Regions from separate parts of the Triticum aestivum genome. Here region 1 is linked to region 2. A link is a contact called in public Hi-C data. All regions are on one chromosome and are shown on one strand. Each heading gives the region's core, a stretch centred on a gene start, on an enhancer-like site or on the middle of the called end of the contact. The rest is flanking DNA. Distances are from core to core; before and after follow the strand shown. Region 1 holds the start of LOC123112251 (beta carbonic anhydrase 5, chloroplastic). Region 2 holds the start of LOC123116300 (protein MIZU-KUSSEI 1).

Region 1 (2,700 bases), core at 161-2,660, 660 kb after region 2:
CGGGGGAGTCTCACTCACCGAAACGGTGCCGGGGCTCCGGCCGGGGCCGGCGGCGCAGGGGGCCGGCGCGAGGGGGCGGCACGGGGAGGCGGGCCGGAGGAGACTGGGGGCCATGTGGTGTGGACGGGTAGGCGCCAGGGGTCGTGGGGGTCTCGGGCATTTGAGGAGGGGCGGCGATGGCCGAGGCTTTTACGGGGGCGCCGAGGAGGGGTCGACGGCGATGCGACGGAGAAACCGAGGCCCGGGCGGCGCGGCGCGGAGGTGCGGAATAAATTAGGGTCGTTGGGCCGTTGAGCGGCGGAAGCGTCGATGGTTAGATTAGTGGAGTAGGAGTGTACAGCTGTACGAGTGTGCTGGGGGTGACGTCTTGGACGGTTGTCCCTTGGTTTGCTCTGATGGGAAGATCCTGGCCGTCGGATTCCGCAGAAGTTGGAGTGGGTGCCGTGCGAGGCTTCGCGACTTTTTTGGTTCCTGGGCCCACGGCCACGGGCCATCCATGGCTTATCGATTTTTTTTTTGACGGGACCACGGCTTATCTTTTTTTTTTCTTTCGAAAAGGGAGCATGGCTTATCGAGTTGCCCCTGTCGACGCATCATCAACAGTTGAATAATCGGGCTGTGTCCATTGGAATACTGGATCACTGTCTTGTCAACCTACCCTACGTGTACTATGTTAATGTTGGTTTGTACAAACTTACTGCCTGTTAATGTTGAAAAGATAAACATTAACTCGGAGTAGTTAGCGATCGACACTCATTAGCAACGTACTAGTATGATCATTACTTGTTGGCAAAAGGAGCAGATGGGTTCGTGTATCTTCCAGTAAACAGCATGGATGCTAGCTTGATCAAGCAACGCGAGAAGGGAACGAAACTGGGCATTGGGCAGTCGGCAGTCGGGCGAAGCCAGACAAGCATGCGATCAATTGCGACGCAGAGAGAAGTCTCTGAACCGAACATGACAACATTTCTTGATCAAACACAAGCTTAGTTAGCACGCTCACCGGCGAGGTCGACGGCGATGATCATCCCACACGGCGGCCCTCTGCTGGTGCTCTCTGTCGTCGTCGACAGCAGGCGGCCTTTGTTGCCACGTTGCCGGCGCCGGCGCAGGTGATCGAGCCGCCACCGCAGACGAGGCTGCTGCGCGTGTGGCGGCAGCCAAGCGGCGAGCTGCTGATCGCAAGGACCACGGGAGCATAGAACTTCAGCAGGTTCCCGGCGGAAATGGCCCCCTTAGCTGGAGGCCTGGAGCGACATGTGGGTAGAAAAACCAGCAACGAGTGGTGCGATGCGGTTCCGTGCGGTACAGTACGTGCTACGGATGGATGGATGGGTCTAGCAGGCCGGAGCGGACAGGTAGACGAAAGGAACGGGTTTGTTGGGCGCTGGCGGCGTGGACTGGACTGGACTGGACGTGTGGTGGCCGGAGGCGAGGGAGAAACCATGAACTCTCTTTAAAACTCGTGATGATTGACATGGGCCGTGCAGATAGGAACTCTGAGTCACGTACCAATCAGTCTCCACCTTTGCATACACGGCCGTTCGGACACGCAACTCCGCTTATACGTGCGCGGATTCTCTTCCTGGTCGTGGGCTCAGGAACGCTCCTCCTTTGCCATTACCAGTGAGGGATCGGTGCACGACGTGAACGAACCCGCGCACCGACGGCGAAGCGGGACGCCGGCGGTCCGGCTTGGCGAAACCACGTCGCGGCGAACGTCCATGTACGCTGGCTGGCTGCCTATGCCGCCGGTAAGCCCGCGCCCGTATCGGCTGAGCCGGGCTCGCCCTTATCCTCCAGCAAAACGGGGTGGGGGTAACGTGCGGCACGCGCGGTCCCGTACTCCCGTGCTCCGTCCCCACCAACGACGTGCGCCCGGCCCCGTGCGTCTCTGTCCCTGTGTTCCACACGGTGGTCGGCGACCAACAGCGCGGCGACGGCTCTGCGACCAAGAGCTGGCCACGTGACGAGAGCGCGAGTGCTATCCGAGGTGCTCGTTGCTCAGTGGGGAAAATGCTGTCTGGTGCGCAATGGGGTCCTTCGATTTGGATCTAGCCGAGGCGGCCAGATCTGGTTGGTGCCCTCGCCAAGGAAATGGGAGATGCCACAGGCGGAACAAGTGTACAAGAATGCTGTCGACTGAAGTACGATCTGGAGTCATCGTCGGTTCAAGATACAAGTGGCACAACTTGTTTGGTGCCCTAAAATTTTGTTTTATTTTCATTTTTTTGCGGTGACTTTTTTTTTGGATAGTTTGGTGCCCTAGATAAGCACGTTTTTTTTTCTGCGAGGAGATAAGCACGGTTGTTATTAGGGCAACTCCAATGGTGTGCATCAAATCGCGTCTAAACGGCCGGACAATGCGATCCAGACAATTTTTGCCTTCAAACGTTTGCGGGCCAGCTCAAACGTCAAAGTTCCTATATACCCAAACCAAAGCTGGTGGAGTCCGGATAGTCCGTGTGACCAATTATAAGTTGGGCTACATGTTCTCACACCCCATGTGATGTATTTTCTCTTTTAGGTTCACCTAGTCCACCTTGTTGTCCAGCTTTGATGCTTATTTGTTGCATACGATTGGATGATAAACTTCCCTACTAGTGGTTCCCTTCATGCTCCCAAAGTCAAACACGTGCATCTTTGACCAACTTTTCAGAAAATAATAATAATATATACAATACCAAATTTATATCGCTA
Region 2 (2,700 bases), core at 175-2,674:
TGCCCCGGGCCTCTGCATCCGAAAGATGCATGCGGTCATATTATTAAAAAGTTCAAAGCAATACAAAGTCTTAGATTCATTACAGCTCGCCAACAGAGCAAAAAGAAAAATAAAAACTCATTGCCACAACCGGTAGGTATGATAAGACAAGATCCCTAGACTCCCATCTTATTATGAGACCGTCATTCAAACCGGTTGAATATAGCCCGTGCTATCATCTCCCACTGGTTGCACCCAGTAACCAAAGGCTTCCTGGAGTCCGTAGGAATGAGTAAGGACCGCGTACGGATCCATGTCGTAGCCTTGAAGATGACATGTAGTTGCCTCGACATCACGGCGCTTGGCTGCCCTCATGGCACGCCCTAACTGCAAGTCGTCCGCGTCTAGTTGCTCCCGGATCCGGTTGCTGACACGCCTGCCAGCCGACACCGGGTCCAAGATCCCACCAAAAGCGATAATCTCCTCAGCCGTCCTCTCTCGGGGTGTCTGATCCCCGAGCTTACACCCGCCCATCATGGTTGGCGAACAGACGGGGGACGCGGCCGAAGTAGCACCTCCAGAAGGTACTATTGGAGAAGGGGACTGAAGAGCCTCCTGCTCGGCAGTCCCTATACCCACCACAACGGCCGGTCTGCAAGGAGTCGCCACGGGAGATGAGGGCCTCCTGCCCCCCCCTCCCAACGACGGTCTTGGCGCACCGGGTGCCTGCAGCTGAAGAGACGGAAGTGAGGGCCTCCTGCCCCTTCCTTTCCTCGTCCACGTCATCAGCGAAACGTGGCGGTACCACCAACGGCTTGGAGATCTCCCGGGCCGGTGGGTGTGATGGTGGTGATATGCGAGCATCAAACATCATCGGCGGTAACTCATGATTCGCCAGGTCATCCATCTCGACTCTGTGGTAGCAACTATATACAGTACAACATCCATTTAGATACACTCATTTCAGCGACAGCTAACCCCGAACGGAGGGAGTACTCAGTGGACGGTAGTCAGTACAACATAAGTGTACCTAAGAATTGTACAAGGAGCACGGATCGAACTATATGGAAATGCATGTCAGGTCACGCTCAGATGCAGAGGGGACGCCCGGACCGATCCAAGCAGCAGCAGGTAAACGATGAGTTCGATCAGGCTCCACGATGGTACGGTACACAGCGCAATAACGACGAGCCAACCTCTTTGAGCATAATTGGTTTGATGCCAACAATTGGCATTGCCAATATTTGGCAAGCCAACATTTGGCAAAATCAAAAGTTGCCAAATGTTGGCAACTTTTTTGTGAGGTTGAGAAGAAAAGTTGATAGCCAACCAATCACTAGCCAACATTTGGCATTTGCCAAATATTGGCATACCAACTTTTGGCATCGAACCAATCATGCTCTTTCCCTCGTCCCTATGGCTGGCCGGCTGGCTATATATCCGCACGACAAGGGAAGCCCCTTTGCTTAAGAAAAAAGCCTCGCTGCACCAACTCGATCGCCAAGTACAGGTTCTATCTCACTCGTCGATGCCGTCTTTCATCGACGGCCCCAGTCTCCGGTCGCTGCTCCGGCCGTCCACAAACGGGCGCCGGACCAAGACCCCAGACAGCGCCGGTGGCGGCGGCGGCGACGGCAAAGGAGGCGGGCATGGAGGAGGGATCTTCAAGATGTTCAAGCTCATGCCGATGCTCTCGTCGGGGTGCAAGATGGTGGCGCTGCTGGGCCGGCACAACAGCAGGGCGCTCCTCGCGGACCACGCGACGACGGTGACGCTCTTCGGCCACCGGCGCGGCCGCGTCAGCCTGGCCATCCACGAGGACACCCGCGCGCCGCCGGTGTTCCTCATCGAGCTGCCCATGCTCACCAGCGCGCTGCACAAGGAGATCGCGTCCGGGGTGGTCAAGCTCGCGCTGGAGAGCGACACCCGCAGCGCGCGCCGCCGGCTCGTGGAGGAGTACGTGTGGGCCGTCTTCTGCAACGGCCGCAAGGCCGGCTACTCCATCCGCCGCAAGGACGCCTCCGACGACGAGCGCCACGTCATGCGCCTGCTCCGCGGCGTCTCCATGGGCGCCGGCGTGCTGCCGGCCGCGCCCGAGAAGGACGGCGGCGTGCCCGCGGGGCCCGACGGGGAGCTCACGTACGTGCGCGCCCGCGTCGAGCGCGTCGTCGGCTCCAAGGACTCCGAGGCGTTCTACATGATCAACCCCCACGAGGGTGGCGTTGGAGGCGATGGTGGCGGCGACGACGACGGCAGCGCACCGGAGCTGAGCATTTTCCTAGTGAGAATGAAGTGAACAAAGTAAAGAGATCAGTGCTTCGTCTTCCGTATAGTAGCAACTCCAATGCAGCGACCCAAACAGACGCTTATTTTGCTTCTCTTTCTGGATACCCTCAATCCCTCATGCGAGCAGGTCACATCAGTTTTCGGCGAAATTGGAATATACATAGAGAGATTATGTGTAATATAGCAAGTTTAATGTACATATCCATCCATGCTGGACAGTTACCTCTGCCCTTCTCAGTTGGGACGAGACTGAATTCCTGCTGCGAGTCGTTGACAGATCAGTTGCCTAGAAAGGTAAAAATACAACAGATCACAGCAAAAAATCAAATCAGTTTAGAACTTTAGATCTTAATTACCAATTGTTCTTGTTACAGAACCACTGCAGTATATCCTCACTGTAAGTACAAGAAACTTCAGAGTTCTAGCTTAGCTAGA

The links. Hi-C and Micro-C count contacts between places; a contact is called where the count stands out from the background.
Region 1: a contact with region 2 is called in a Hi-C map of leaf, with 4 times the contacts expected there. The contact joins the promoter of LOC123112251 here to the promoter of LOC123116300 in region 2. A contact is called at or near these places in 2 of 5 Hi-C or Micro-C datasets (both in leaf) and 1 of 1 datasets of contacts at active chromatin or transcription factors (leaf).

What each region holds. Positions count from the first base shown.
Region 1 is chr5B:426,094,158-426,096,857 of IWGSC CS RefSeq v2.1, forward strand. LOC123112251 (beta carbonic anhydrase 5, chloroplastic) reads right to left here and starts at 1,411. Exons shown (of 9, transcript XM_044533199.1): 1 at 1,004-1,411. The coding sequence starts at 1,200.
Region 2 is chr5B:425,433,461-425,436,160 of IWGSC CS RefSeq v2.1, forward strand. LOC123116300 (protein MIZU-KUSSEI 1) reads left to right here and starts at 1,425. Exons shown (of 1, transcript XM_044537278.1): 1 at 1,425-2,502. The coding sequence starts at 1,508. The coding sequence ends at 2,275.